Regions from separate parts of the Pan troglodytes genome. Here region 1 is linked to region 2. A link is a contact called in public HiChIP or PLAC-seq data. All regions are on one chromosome and are shown on one strand. Each heading gives the region's core, a stretch centred on a gene start, on an enhancer-like site or on the middle of the called end of the contact. The rest is flanking DNA. Distances are from core to core; before and after follow the strand shown.

Region 1 (3,226 bases), core at 495-2,994, 120 kb after region 2:
TGACTAGGAACACTTATATAAACCTCATCTGCAAGAAAAGGCATGATGATACTGATTGCAAATATTCTTCATTCCTCCCTGTATACATGTCCTTTGTAAAGTGCTTTTATAGCTGCTCCCTTCAAGAGGCAAAATCTGTATTTCAAAATGTTTAGAGTCTTATTTGCTCTGGTCAACAGAAAACTGAACATATAACAGTGTGCTAGTCTGGGACCTAGGTTCAAAACTTGAGTGCTTTTGTTTTTCTTTCAGAATCTTGTTATCTCTATGATAATAAGCACACATTAACTTGCTGGGGAACGAGATACCACACGGAGAAGAACGAAGGTGCCCCAGTTGACAGGCAACTCACCCCTAGAAACAGCTGCAATCAGCATCTGTCCACACATGTCTGAAGGATCCCAGCTGAGACCAAAAGAATTGCCCAGCTGAGTTTAGCTTAAATTGCTGACCAGCAGAATCATGAGCTAGTAAGTTTTGGCGGTTTGTTATGCATCACTAACTAACTAACACACACACCCATTACAGACAGGATGTCAGAATTCAATGAGAGACTGATTACTAGTTACCTGCAAACAGTAGGCACCCTATAGGTATTGATTTTCTTTTCCCTTTATTTAAATTTGGATCTCTTGTTAGACGGTGGTGAGTTATGTAGAGATACATGTAGATGTGTACACGTGATTGGTGCATAAACTCACCCAGTCTCGCACACCATAGGAGGAAAAAGACAACCAATAGCCTGTTTATTAGCGCCAAGGCCAAATACCAATATCAGAAGTTTGTTTAATCTATTTTCTGTATATCTAAACTTTGGAAGTCAAAGCTGTGGAAGACCTGAAGACTGGGGATTAGGTCCTCCTGGGGGCTCCATTGTTCTTTTTTTGACTGTCTGATTTTTGGGAGGAAGATGGACAGCAGGCGGGGCAGCAATGGTCTACCTGTGGACACTCTCTTTTTGCAGCCCTTGCTCTCTCTAGGGCCCTGTCCCTTCAGCCTTTGGCCTGGGGAGAGATGTTGATAAGGAGGCACCGATCTTTCACTGCTGGAAGGAAATGAGGGTTCAGACCCTTCACCTCCCTCAGAGCTGCACGTCAGTGTGACAGCCACTGGCCATGTGTGCGTACTGAGGGCCTGGAATGTGGCTGAACCGAGACGTGCTGGGAAGGTGAAATACAGAGTGAATTTCACAGATTGACTACCGAAAATTATATAGTTCATTAATATATTGATGAATATTGAGATATTGATCATACATTGAAATGATAATATTTTGAATATATTGGGTTAAATAAATTATTACAATCAGTTTCACCTGTTACTTTTAATGTTTAAAAGGTGGCTACTAGGAAATTTAAAATTCACACGTGGCTTACATTTTATTTCTTAAAGGATTGCCTCCTTTTTGAAATTTCAGGCTGCCTGATCAAACTACCAGAGGCCAGAAAGGTCATAAAATCTGAAATGTTAAAATCATTGCCATTATATTATTTTCATTTGTGAATAACATATATATATTATTTATAAATGGATATAACCTTATACAAAAGGTTAAATGAAAATGCCCCCTGGGCTGGGCCAGGCCCAGCGCAAGCAGGAAGCCCTGCATGAAAAGGCTGCAGCCAAGAACCTGTCACTTTGTCGCCCTCAGCCCAGCGTCCGATCACATCCTCCGTCACTCAGGGACTGAGGGGGCGGGGCCTGGAGCCCTATCCAATCAGGGGCGCTGACGTAGGAACCGTCCAATCAGGCGTGCAGCCGGACAGAAGGGCGCGGCTTCCGGGATCTGGCGGGGCCTTCGTCTCTCTTGCCAGCCTCAGCTGGGTCGTCTTCTGTGCTCGGCGTGCTCTGCTCGGGGAAGCTCAGGTGGCCGCCACAGCCTCTTGCCCTCTGACCTGCAGGTATCAGGAGATCCATAGCTAAGAAGCCTGGACACCCGGGAAGCTGGGAAATGGTGAGTATGTGGGCGGGGTCCCGAGGTGGGCAGGGGGCTGATGGAAACGGGCTGGAACTGGCTGTGGCGGCCCCAGGCCTCCCCACGGCTCCCTCCGGAGTCTGCAGACCCGAGACCCCGCTGGACCCGCCCGGCCCTCAGCTTCCCCTGGCCTCAGGATGTGGGCTGGGCCGCCAGCCTCACCCGGCGTCCGGTCCGCTTCTGTGCTCGACTTCCGCCCGGCCCGTCCCCTCGCTGGCAGCTGTGCGGTGGCGACGGCAGGGGCCTGGGGGAGAGCCCCGACCCAGGAGGAGCCACTGCGTGGGAGGAGCTGTGGGCTGTGGGGTCCCAGGCCCTCCTTTCTCCTGGTGAAAGTGAGAAGGGAGTCAAGGTTTAAACGTTAAAGAGATTATTTGAGCAAAGAGCTGTTCATCAATGCAGAGCGCCCAGTCATGGTTTGTGGGTGCTTGGAGCAAAGGCTTTTGTAAGGGGCATAAGGAAGCGAACCAAATTCAGAACTCGGTTACAGTTACAGTTGTGGAGTCGCCCTATGTGGACTGTCCAGGTGGAAATTTCCTGGTTATTTAATGAGAGGTTAACTGGAGGTTTGTGGTTGGTTCAGGCTGAATATCGTTTCTTCCTAAGGTAGTAATTTACAAGACATGTATTTCTGTTAGATTTTTTTCCTTAGGAACCGATGGTCCTAGTGCTACTTCAGTCTAATTGATTGCTAGTTAATTATTTTAAACACTCCAGAGGGGGACTGGTTTTCCACTGCGTTTCCAAATGTGTAGCAAGCACGGTCTCACATCCACCATCCTGTCCCCCCAGCCTATGTGTCCTTTATTGTACATTTCACACACAGTGTTTTCATCATTTTTTCACAGAGCATTGGATGGCACTTTTTTTAGACATCTGTTTTCTGTTTGTAAACATTTTATGTGAGCAGAGAAGAATCACCTGACACACTGCTGTAAAAAAAACTTTGTGTCTCTTCTTTTATCTTCCCCAGGCACAGACACCTTATCGGAATGTCTTTGGTTTGAGGTTCTGCTTTGGAAATTGTACAAGGTCATGTGTCCTCAGCCACCCTCCAGTCTTTTTCTGTGCCTGGGTTTCATAATTGTCCTGGGGTGACCCACCTCAAGGCATGTTTAGTGAACATTAGCACGTTGTTCCTTTCCTCCCAGAGGACAGCCTCAGTGATGGAGGTGGAGCCTCTTAAGGGAGCAGATGGATGCCCTGGGGCTGAGAGGAAGCTGGTCCTACCCTTCATTTACGAAGCTAACCCCT
Region 2 (3,000 bases), core at 197-2,696:
CGGTGCCCAGGGCCACGGGATTAGAAGAGCAACGGAGCTAAAGGATCCCGTGCCTCAGTCCAACCACCTTGTTCCCACTTACTCAGCCGGGCCACTTTCTTTGGAGAAACTGATTTCCTTCTGCTTGCCCTTGAAAGGGGATCCGAAGGAAATCGGAGCTACCGGCAGTAGCTACCCTCCGGAAGACGGAGAATCTTCTCCACCTTCTCCTCTAAGTAGGAGAATCCAATTTCGGTGCAGAGCAGATGGAGAAGGGGCCATGGGAATCAGACCTGCTCAGGGACCGGGTTCGCACTTTCTCTCAAGCTCTGGAGCCTGAAAAATGAGCATTCCCCGGGGACGACCCATGTAAGAATTTGGGCTATATTCAGCATAGTGCAGCGGCCAGCAGCCCTGTCTCGGGGTGGGGTCCGGAGGCCCTCATTTCTGCTTGCCCCTCACTGCCACATAACCTTGGGTCAGAGTCCCTCATCCTCTCCCTCCGCCACTGTGCACAGCGGCAACCGTGTTCACTTCAGCGAGCAACGAGCCCCGTGACCCCCACTCAGGGTCAGGACTCACCGCAGCCCCTCTGCGCAAGCCCCGAGGCTCTGCGTGGCCTCCGGATGCGCGGCCTTTCCTAACCCGGGGACTGCGCACGTGGGCGCCAGGCCCGGAAGGCGCGGATGTGAGCGCTACCTTCGGCGTCCCGCAGCGGCAGGAGGGGCTGGGCGGCCCGGCCTTCGGCTGGCGGCGTGGGGGGGGTCGCAGGGGAGTCTGAAATGAGGCGGCCGACGGCGCGCGGGGCCTCCTCTCTCCGCTCCATCCCCAGCCGCGACTCCCGGTCGGCCGTTCCGGGCGTCCACTGGCCGCGTGTCCTGGGGGCGCCAGAGAAGGAGAACAGCGGAGAAAAGAGCCCCGGGCCCACCTTCCGGACCGGCGGGCCCGCGGGGAGGCCCGGGCGCGGCGACGTGGCTGACCCACAAAGCCCCCGGCCCGGCGGCCAGGCCCAGGCGCGCGCGGAGCGGGGCGGGCCGGGGGTGTCGGATGTCACCCCCAGCGCACACCTCGGCCGGGGGGCGGGGGAGCGAACCACTGAGATGCGGAGACCTCCCCAGTCCTAGAGCGGAGCAGGAAGTGTCCCAGGGGAGGGAGCCGGAGGGCTCCGGCCTTTCCTTTCCTCGGCGTCCGGCGGGCTCCCGCGGCGGCCAGGCCTGCGCCGCCCGCCAACAGGGACGCGCCGCGGCGGTGAGTGCACCCCGGCTCCCGCGGCCGGCCCCGCCCCGCCCTCCTCGGCCCGCGCCCGGCCTCCGCGGCGCCGCCTCCCGGCCCAGAGCCCAGCGCTCAGGAAGGTGCGGGCGGGGGAGAAAGCAACACCATTGTTTTTCAGGCGCCTCCATTTGCCCCCGAGCCGAGCCGTGGCTTTCCGGATGATCGGGAGACGCGGTCTGGACGGGCCGGGAAAGGAGCCGGGCGCCTGCGGAGACCCCGCCTCAGCGAGTACGCCCGGCCGGGCGGGCTGGGAGGATGAGGACGGCTGCCCTGGACTTCCGCCGCCACAGGAGGGTTTTCGGCCGGACGCCGGGAGGGAGCTCCAGGCTGTGAGGTGAGGAGCCCGGAGCCGGCGAGACGGGAGACGCGCGTGTGAGGGAGACCGAGGGCGCGGAGGGCGGGCTCCCCCTTCCCTGGCCCACAGCGACCTTCTCCTTCCCTTTCTGCCGATCCAGCTCGGTCCCTCCTCCGCGAAAGGCTGGGAGCTCGCTCCGCCCCTGCGGGGCCCTCCTCCGCCTCACTCACGTTAGTTCATTCATCAGGCATCTCCTCCGAGCCTCCCACGCGCCAGGTGCCGCCGTGACAAAGACGGACGCGGCCGTCTGGTTGGAGACGATCCGAGTGGCAGCCCGGGTGGGCGCCGGTGCTCCGGGGGGGCGGACCTGAGTAGTCCTGGGCGCTGCAGGTGTGTGATGGGCGCCGCAGGGGGCCGCCGAGCAGGGCGGGCGGGGCCCACCCCGGGCTCCAGATGCCGGAGCCGCCCTGGAAGCGATCCGGTGGTGGGGAGCGCTGTAATGCGTCCAGCCCGACGCCTCCACGGCCCCCATATGGGTTTCTGTGTATGTTGTTACTTTGGAAAGCAAAGAGATTCAGAGCAGTGGGTGTTTCTGGAACCACTCAGTTGTTTCGTAGCTTTTCTGGCATCACTTGTCTTTCTGTGAAATGGGAGTGAGGCCCGAGTCCCCCTTCCCACCTTGTGAGCTGTTGGAGGTTAAGACGCGGCCACGCTGGACAACCTCGTGCAGATGGGGGAGTGGCAGGCACTGCCGGTCCTAAGGATCACAGAGACCTGATGGCAGAGAAGGGGACTGTGAGTGTCCCCATGTGCCCTTTCACGGGCCCAGCGTTCTAAAGTGGGAATCATGAACACCAGCCAGGTATACTGGTTGCTGGTCTCTTTTGCCACCCTAGTTGTGGCAAAAGTGTCGGCTAGTTGTCTGCACACCAGCGGGGAGGTGTAGGGACCCCTGAGTCCCACCTTGGGGGTGTGGCAGCTGCAGTGTCCAGGGGTTCTTTGAGGGCTGAGCTGTGCAGTGACGGACCCACTTTTCTGTCCTGGCCGAGGAAGGGCTTTGGCGGGTGTGCAGTTGCCTTCAATGTGGTTTGAAGAGGGCAAGGATAGAGAATAGGGTGGAGGCGAGGTTGAAGGTCAGGGCAGAATTGGCAGAAGGCTCATAGGAAACCACTGATACTTCTAGATGCGGTGTTATTTGTCCCTGGGAGACTGCATGTAGCTGTCTTACGTGATGTTTTCCCTTGCCTCCCATTGCAGACTCTGCTGGGCAAAGCTGATTCTGGCTGGGTTGTCCATCCAGCACGCAGCACCATCGGCCCTCTGCCACCAGAAGGGTGGATTTTCCATTCCTGGATGTGCTTGAAGGCTCATCCGATGCATGTCTTTGTCATTCCAGCTCCATTTGTAAAGGTCTTAATAACAGGAACAGTGACTTCGGCTCCGGAGCTTCAAGA

What was found. HiChIP or PLAC-seq counts read pairs in DNA pulled down with a chosen protein or histone mark.
Region 1: an H3K4me3 HiChIP or PLAC-seq map of stem cell-derived excitatory neurons shows a contact between it and region 2, with 4 times the contacts expected there. The contact joins the promoter of LOC101056983 here to the promoter of ZNF496 in region 2. A contact is called at or near these places in 1 of 7 Hi-C or Micro-C datasets (stem cell-derived neural progenitor cells) and 1 of 1 datasets of contacts at active chromatin or transcription factors (stem cell-derived excitatory neurons).

The regions. Positions count from the first base shown.
Region 1 is chr1:1,903,247-1,906,472 of NHGRI_mPanTro3-v2.0_pri, forward strand. LOC101056983 (zinc finger protein 682) reads left to right here and starts at 1,745. Exons shown (of 6, transcript XM_016942170.4): 1 at 1,745-1,954.
Region 2 is chr1:1,782,229-1,785,228 of NHGRI_mPanTro3-v2.0_pri, forward strand. It overlaps ZNF496 (zinc finger protein 496), which reads left to right and starts at 1,447. Exons shown (of 10, transcript XM_016942245.4): 1 at 1,447-1,585; 2 at 2,943-3,000.